Regions from separate parts of the Sus scrofa genome. Here region 2 is linked to region 1. Evidence: chromatin contacts called from public Hi-C data. All regions are on one chromosome and are shown on one strand. Each heading gives the region's core, a stretch centred on a gene start, on an enhancer-like site or on the middle of the called end of the contact. The rest is flanking DNA. Distances are from core to core; before and after follow the strand shown.

Region 1 (4,213 bases), core at 605-3,104:
CAAAAGCCCTTCTAGTCAATGCACAAAGGGCGTTGCTGGAGCGGGGACAGTTGGTTTCATTACATGCTCATTGTACCACTGCATCAGGGTGTCTAGGACTTTGCCCCAACGATGAAATTAAGGGTGTTATGCTTCATTTCCTGTTTTGGAAAACAGTCTTTGGCTTAAAAAAAAAAAAGGCTAATTGCATATTGTTTTTAAAAAATGCTTTGATAATTCATCACATCATAATTAAACTAATTCGAATACTATTATTTTCCAGCAGCTTTAATGACGTCTTCCCCTTGGCAGAGAACCCGTGAGACCCCCAAATATTGCCATTTGTTACAAGATGGAGAAACTCTGATGACAAATGACTCTATTCAGCTGCATTTCGCTTAATAAGATTTATGCATTAATTGAGTTAGACTTTGTTCCCTTGAGTTCGGCAGACTTCTGAAGTTTTCCGATTTTCTACTGTGTCTCTCCTGCTCCCCACCCCCCTCTTCTCCGCGGAGAATTCTCGGCGTCTGAGTTAGAATAGGTGGAAACATTCTCCGCTTCCAGCGGAGGCTCCCCAGCTTGGTTGGAATGCTTGTCTGGTTGTAATAGAGCCTGCTTTTCGGCCAGCAACTCTTAAAATAGCTCCCTGGCTTATGAAGCAGAAAATAGAAGTTTGGGCAGACCCGTGTTGCCTTTCAGGATGTTTCTGACTGCTTGCTTTGGGGGGCACTGTTGCTCCAGCTTGAGAACCTCAGCGTGGCCCCCGTGAGTGATAGCTCTCCATTGCACAATTTTGTATCTACAGTCCTTGTCAAGTAATCATTACGAATGTTTCGTGAGGAAGGAGTTGGCTCGGAGCAGAGGTCTGGCCTCTCTCTCGGCAGAAGTGAGGGGCTGAAGGGAGGGCATTGGTCTGCCCGCGCCCCGTGGTAAAATTTTCCCCTTTGACAGTGTAATTAAGTGCTAATTAACCAAATGAGTGTAAATGTTGAAGGCTGAGATAAATATCTACATGTCCTTAATCTATTTTTCCCTTCGAAAATTTGATAAAGGAAATTTGGATTTAATGGGGGATATATGTCAAATTTTTTTTCTTTCTTTCTCTCTCTTTTTTTTTTTTTTTTTTTTTTTTAAGGTTGCAAATCTGTTTAGAGGGAACTCAGATCTACTGGTTTGGATTTCTCCAGGAAAAGTTCCCAAGGTATCAAGAGAGAAGCGGGACCATAAAATGCGGATACACTATTGCAATAATTATGTTAAGAAGGCTTAGTGGAGCTACCTTTTGGAAACATCTGGTTTGTTTCTTCTCTTTCCACATCCTGCAGATGCTGCGGAGGCCATGAAACATACCAACATTAGCTCACCAAGTCTTTCTGCTGAAGAAAGCAGAGAGTAGCCTCTTAACTTTTGAAAAAATCTAGTTAGGAAAGAATTCTGCTTTCAGAGCAGGCAGAGATTAGGCCAATAATTGAGAGGGGCCCAGGGCCTTCTAAAAGTGTCAATAGTGATCTGTTTTTGCCAAAGGGAGGCTTTGTGGAGGGGCGGCCAGAGTAATAAATGGGAATCTTTGTAATTCAAGTACGTTCTCATTACCTTCCTTGGTTAGTGATTAAAAATGGGGCTGAGGAAGGGCTGGGGAATCCACTCCCTCTGCCAGCCCGCCTTGGAGCGAAAGGTTCTTAAGCCCATGCCACTTGGCTTCTCCTCCTGGCCTCTGGAGTTCCATGTGAAACTCAGTGGCAGGTAGACTGCTCGAGTGGCCAAGGCAGGCGCCCTGGGAAGGGGGATGCATAATTGAGGGACCATCTGTGGCATGGGGCTGATGACAGCTGCGTGATGTCCTGACACTGCTGTGTCAACACCCTGGGCAGGCAGGAAAAGACAGGGGCAGGCACATGTATGCTGAGCCTCTGGGAGAACAGACGCAGGCATCCCTGAGGGGGAGGGCCTGGGGAGTTTTGAGTTTATTAAATAGGAGTTGGTTGCCTATGAGATTAACACCCTGAAATAAATGCAAAGTTAAGAAATATTTTGGCCTCCAGCCCACTTGGCAGGAGGATTAGGAACCTGGAATGGTCAGAAGGACAAAGCCTTAAAGGGCCAATGTCACATTTTGTTTCTGGCCAGCTGTGATCTCTAAATTTCCCTATCATTTACATCACTCTTTTGGGTTACGGCATCACGTGATGTGTTCAGAAGACCCACCCACCCCATTAAAATGTGTAACAGATGTTTTTCCAGCCACCAGCCTGGCAGACAAGAAGGATGCATTCATCTAAACCCATCTATGAGAACCTAGTATTTCTCAGGTTCGACTCTGAATTGTTGAACTCCAGGTACTGACATCCAGTCCTATTTGCCCTGTTTCCACTGGGGCAAAAAGGAGAAATCTCTGGGATGGCTCAGAAAAGAATCTTGCATGTTCTTCTAGGGTTTCTGGCTTCCTTCAGGTCACCGAAGGGGGTTTCTACAACTTGAGCCAAAGCCTTCCATTTCATCAGCATTTTCACATATGTTTCCACCAGGCACCCAGCTCCTGGCAGACTATTTACCCGACCGCTAGGTCAGGAGAGATCTCTGGGTGAAATCATGTAAGAGCTCTGCCTCCTCCTCGTGGAATGATTTGAGATTCCCTCTAACTGCGCCCCCTCCTCCAAAGGGTTATGCCTTCTTCTTCTGTTCTGCAGCTGGTGAGTTTCTGCTTTTAATTCTTCAACTGTATTTCCCTCTGCTCAGTGGACAGATTAAACCCAATATAATCAGTTTTTAAACCTCTTTAGGAACTTTTGACACTAAAGTAAATGCGTTTCTTAAGGAAAGAGGTTTAGCGTCATGGTCATTATTGTCATAATAATTTTTAACATTTATACCACATTTTAGGGTGAATGGCATGCTTTCCTCTCTATTATTTCTGCTGAGCCTTAAAGCAATGCTGATACAAGCAAGGTGTAAATTACAATGTTGAGGTTACAAGTGAAGAAATCAATGCTTACAGAAAGTAGAGCACTTCATTCAAGGTCATGCAGCCATGACCTGGGCTTCAACCCATTTTAAGTTCTAAGCTCAATGACTTAGAGCTTAGAACTCAGAGCATAGTGAGCCCTTATTAATAGTTTAACATGGTAGGAACTTAAAAAGATAGTCCATAGAATGGGAATGTTTTTGTAGGGCAGAGCAAGTGTGCCAAGAATGTGAGAAAGTAGGGGATTCAGACAGAAATAGAGATGTGAAGTGTAGAGCTAGTTTTTCCTGAAGTGTGTGTTGCAAGATTTCAATAGCTATATTGTCAGGAAAGGAGTTCCATAGCCAAAGAAGCCTGATAAATATTAAATTAAGAGAAGTCATGAAAATTCCTTGATGACAGCAGTCTTGGAGACTTTGACACATATCACGAATTGCCAAGGCAGGGATCAGATGTGCTATGAGCATTTGCAGAGATGTTTGACATAGGCCCCCTGCCTTTTTTTTACTGTTATTTCCCCAACATAATTTGTTTTTTCCACTGTACAGCATGGGGACCTGAGTTACCCATACATGTATACATACTTTTTTCTCCCATTATCATGCTCCGTTGTAAGAACCTAGACATCGTTTCAGTGCTACACAGCAGGATCTCATTGTTAATCCATTCCAAAAGCAATAGTTTGCATCCCTTAACTCCAAGCTCCCCTTCTTGACTGAAGCATCTCATGAGAACATCCGCATGAGATGGTCAGAAACAAGTGGTCAGAAACACCATCATGTACTTACCTAAGAAGAAGGTGAGTCAGCCAAAGGGGGGATGGTTGAGAGCTGTTCATATGTCAGAAAAAGATCTAGACATTATGTGTATTCTGCTATCTAATCACTGAATCAAAGCCTTTGATCACCTAATTTGGTAGGTTTTATGTTAAGGCCCTAAAAGGGATAAAACTGGCATGTCAGTATTCCAGATGCAAGATTTTTTTGGAAGAGAAACCAGCAAGACTGAGGGAGGTGACAGTTGAGTGAGGAGACCACATAGGAAGAAGGTGTGGGAGGACGGGTTCTCATCTTGAATGTCACTAACTAGTCTTAGGTGTGTGAGTTTGGTCAAGTCACTGTGCCATCTGGATTCTGGTTCCCTCAACTGTAAAACAAGCAGAATAGACTAAGTGGTTTCTTTTCAAAATTTAATAATTCTATAAGTAAAAGTTGTATGTTAAAGAGGGAGATAATGGCTATGTAAGGTGTTGATGGACTGGGGAGTCAT
Region 2 (4,661 bases), core at 788-3,287, 81 kb after region 1:
TGGAGCTGTAGCCACCAGCCTATGCCACAGCCACAGCCACAACAGATCCCAGCTGTGTCTTCAACCTACACCTCAGCTCATGGCAATGCTAGCTCCTTAACCCATTGAGTGAGGCCAGGAATCGAACCTGCATCCTCATGGACACTAGTCAGATTCATTTCCGCTGAGTCACGAAAGGGAACTCCAACTTTTTGTCACTCAAGTGCTTACAAAAATCAGAGGATAATTTCTCCATATTCTTACTCTTTCTTTTTTCAGTTATAAGCTTCTTTTAAACCTTTGTTTAATCTTCAATTTCAAATCCACAAAGTAATGGCTGATGATACATTTAATACATTTGATATTTTCTTTGGGCATACAAGTCTTTAGAATTATCTGGCTAAGCCAGAAGCTTTCAGTCTTGGCTGAGTGTTAGAATTACTTAGGAGAGCTTCCAAAGAGCCTGATACCAAGACCACACCTAAGACTAGTTAAATTTGAATTGCTGTGGTTGGTATCTAGGTGATTACAATGAGCATCCAAGGTTGAATCCACTAATTTAAAGACTTCTTGCATGGACTTTCCCTATATATTCATTTTACCTGTGTCCTGCTCTGGCATCTACTCATGTGGCTACAACGATGAATCGACCAATTCAACAACCCTTTCCAAGTGCCATCTCATCTCTAGCCTCTAATATAGAGGCTAAAGAAGCTAAATAGTATCTTCTCTGGACCTCCTTGAAGATGGAAGAGCTATCTGATGTTGTTCTGTCCAATGACCAGAAAGTGATGGTCTGATGAGGACTTCTGGGAAGCCCATACCTCAAGGTGTTTCTGATACTTAATTCATGTAGTTGGATTTTTCACTTTTCACCTGAATGGTTGTATTTATTTAAATATTTCCCTAGATGTAGATTGAGCATATGACCTGAAACGAAATAATTTGAATGGAAAAATCAAAGAATAATTTGATCCCTTCTTATCAGTGCTTTAGTCTTTCTGTGTTTCCTCCTGGAGACCTTGAGATTTATGACAAAAGTGTCCTACAGAGAAGGTAAAGGCTAAAGAATTTGAGAAACCTCAGGATTTCTTTGAAATTCTGCAGGGTGGCAGTGGTGATGAAATGATTCTCCCTCTAAAATGCTTATCAGGTATGATTTCTGTTTGACATATGATATATATAGGGAGAAACTGAGGGGTTATAGGTAATATTGAGTCTCAAAGTAACAAATACTGAATCTCAGCCTGTATATTTATAACGTGTGTGTGTGTGTGTGTGTGAGAGAGAGAGAGAGAGATGTTTGCTATGGTTTTTGTGTGTAACTTTTTATCCAAGTACAGCGTACACACAAAAAAAGCACACCTAGGGTAAAGAAGATCTCAGAATTTTTATAAACAAACACATTTTTAAACCTAACGCTCAAGTTAAGAAAGAGAACATTACCAGGACCTTGTGAAGCCCCTTGTCCTCTCTTCTCCTGACTCCCTTGTTGACCAAGGATAACCACAAAGCTATCATTTATTTTTTTAAAACCAACAAACATGGAGAAGCACAAGGTCACCTCTTCTGTTTTCACTTGCTCTCTCTTAAGATGGGGAAGTCAGACCTCTCCCAGGGCACATTTAATTATGGGAAAACGAAAAGAAAGAAATAAAATCCAGACCCACAAGGCAAAGATTTAAGTTGGCATCGCTCTCCATATAATTGCGATACCAGCAGACACTCCATAAACATATCAGCATTGTGAAAATGATTTATCAGCCAAAGAGTTGAATGTAAAATATTATCAATACAGGTGTCATCATTGATCTTTCTTGGGTCTCACCGCTGAAGAATGGGGCCGCTAGATGATTTCAACAAACAATCCTTGACAGGAAACCAAAGGCAACAAGGCACAGGGACAGACAGCTGACAAATGCAGTACCGGGCCATTAAAGCATGTGATGAATTTGCCAGGAAAGTATATATTTGTGCAAGAGGTGAGCTCATATCTCCCATAAATTTGTCAGCCGTGACACAGTGTTCTTCGGCTTGGCATGAGTAATGCCTTGCTATTTGCTGCCTTTGTCTGGCAAAAGCTCTATCAGTCACTCCAGGGTTATTTACAAAGAAACGTGTCTATCAGTTACAAGGACATGACTTTGCCGCTAAAAGATAACAAAAGAGGAAATCAGGCAGTGGCCGCTCTGCGCGGGATGCGTCTTTTCCAGACAAGCTCTGGGCGGGAATGAATCAGATGGACGGCAATTGGCCGGGCTGGCCCTGTGCCTGGCATGACCAGCCTTAGTACATTTATCCGCACTGATTAGATTAGAAATTATTAATAGGGGGCTACGGAGGAGAGCAAAAGGTCATTTAGAGTTTAATTCTGTTCTCAGATAACTTCATTTCAGCTGATGGGATTGTTATTGTAGGGGTTTTATATGTTTATAGGAAACAATATACTCAATAATGAAGTCTTGCCTCCTTCTGCAAGGTCAGGAAAGCTATTGTGTAGCTAGATTGAAGTCTTTACAATTGTGTTAATTAAGTAACAGTGATTGGGCTTGGTCTCCTCTTGAAATGCATTTAAGGGCCTAAAAGCTGCTGAGAGTGTATTCTTTCAATATAAATATATATAGGAAAGCAAGTGCGACCGGAAAGCAGCCTGCGATTGAGTAAACAGAAGAGCTGACACGAAGCTTTTACTTACGGCAGCCAGGAGCCCGGTTGGCATATGTAACTTCTTGCCACATAAATACACGTGTCCTGTCAGCTGAGGATTAAACCTAACAGGTTCTGTTTTCTTTACTCAATTCTTGGTGAATCTGAAAGATGCAGTTATAGAATTTGATGTTGACGGTACATTCCATCTCCTCAGCCACTGTACTCCCTCCCAGGCCTGTCTGTTTGAGGTTGATGATCAGTGTGCAGTAATAGCCATGCTCTTCTGGGATAAAGGGCCGTTTCCTTGGTCTTGTCTAATAGACCAGGGCCATTAGTGACAGAGAGCTCAGCTCTGTCCCCACTGTGAGTCCCTTTGGAGGGTTTATAGCCCAAACATTGACATATGCTGAAGGTGATTGCAATTGTGTTTGTTCTGAGATACAACATCCCTTGTAAATGGAGAAAAAAGATCTTCAATAACTTGAAATGTAGGGTTCGTTACTGAACACAAGTCCATGTAGCTGATGCACAGTGAGGCTCAAGCTGAAATGTCAGAGTTTGGAGCAGAGAAATGTTTATTGTAGGGCCATGTAAGGAGAACTGTTGGCTTGTGCCCCACAGCCCCTGAATTTCCTAAAGGGTTTCAGCAAAGCCTTTTGAAAGACAAGGTAAGGGAGGGAGGGGTGTGGTTGGTTGCTGCAAATGTCTTAGTGTCAGAATCCTTTGTTCTTGCAGCTGTTCATGAAGGTCAGGTCATGATGTTCCTGTAAACCTCCAATAAGACAAATGTTATTCTCTGTTCTGGGATTTTTTCTCTCTCTGTGAATGGAAAAGTGCTATATCCTTAAGGGGCAGAGCCTTGAGAATGGCTATCATGTATATTTCAGGCCATAGGCAACATTCTTAACATGGAGCAAAGGCAATAGAACACAAAGGTTAAAGTAAAAGAACCAGATCTGACATGGAGTCAGGTTTGTTCTTCTCTATTGCAGGTTTCTTCTAGTAGTTCATTGTCCTATTACTTAAAAACCACAGAAGACGTTTGGGTTCTATTTGTAAAGAAAATAACTTCCATTTGGCTCCAGATATAGCATATGCGGGAAACTTTGAAGCACAACTTGGTGACTGGTGATTGAGTCTTGTCTTTCACAACTCGCCCACAAACACCTTTATCCATATGTAAGAAAGCCACCATCCCCAGCTAGAACTTGGTTTTCCTATTGACTAGAAATCATATTTTCATTAATATAAGTTTTTTTTTTTTTTAAATACCCATAAAGGCATTTGTTCTTGACTAGGAGTGGTTTTTGTTCCCCAGGGGACATTTAGCAATGTCTGGAGACATTTTTTATCATAACAGCTAGGGTGGACAGTGCTAAGGTCATCTGGTGGGGAGAAGTCAGGGATTCTGCTAAACAGGCTCCAACCCAGTAGCACCAGCAAAGAATCATTTGGCCCCAGATGTCAAGTGCCAACATTGAGGAACCCAGCTTGAAACACCTTCAGAATCAATGAAGAAGGAGGACTTGGGAAAATGACTCTGTCTTGGAATGAGGTACCACGCAGAGCTTCTTTTTAGGAAAAAAAATCTATAAATGACATTCTAAATAGATAACGTACTAAGATTTGAAAAATAAAAGATTTCTTTTAAAGCCTCGCATTTCCATTAAAACTTGGGCACTAGGAAAGGTGGTGTTCTTTTTCGTTGTTATTGTTCTGAGATGGGCCACACGGTTTTAGAGTTATTGTGATGTGGAGTGATGTCAAGACTCAAAAGCTGTGAAGGAACCATGCAAAAGCAGCATGACGTAATGGACAAAAGGCTGAGTTGAGATTCCAAACATCCAAAAGCCACCCTGCCATTGACTACACAGAAGCCTGGGCAAGTGATTTAGCCCATCTGGGCCTCTGTTGCTATTTCTGGCCAGACACTGAGACTGAGCAGCTTGACGTCAGACCCCGGCTAGTTCTTCTCCTCCAGACAGAGTCAGAGCCAACACAGATATGTCTCATTTCCTGGCTCACAGTCATCC

Evidence for each region. Hi-C and Micro-C count contacts between places; a contact is called where the count stands out from the background.
Region 2: a contact with region 1 is called in a Hi-C map of heart right ventricle, with 4 times the contacts expected there. The contact joins two enhancer-like sites. A contact is called at or near these places in 4 of 47 Hi-C or Micro-C datasets (embryonic fibroblasts, fetal heart ventricle, fibroblasts and 1 more).

What each region holds. Positions count from the first base shown.
Region 1 is chr3:74,509,952-74,514,164 of Sscrofa11.1, forward strand. No RefSeq gene overlaps it. Among named protein-coding and RNA genes, the nearest start is that of ETAA1, 220 kb to the right of the region's middle. Within about 2 kb of position 1,855, at least 26 of the 83 cell types and tissues checked have an H3K27ac peak or open chromatin away from gene starts, as enhancers often do.
Region 2 is chr3:74,590,339-74,594,999 of Sscrofa11.1, forward strand. No RefSeq gene overlaps it. Among named protein-coding and RNA genes, the nearest start is that of ETAA1, 140 kb to the right of the region's middle. Within about 2 kb of position 2,038, at least 6 of the 83 cell types and tissues checked have an H3K27ac peak or open chromatin away from gene starts, as enhancers often do.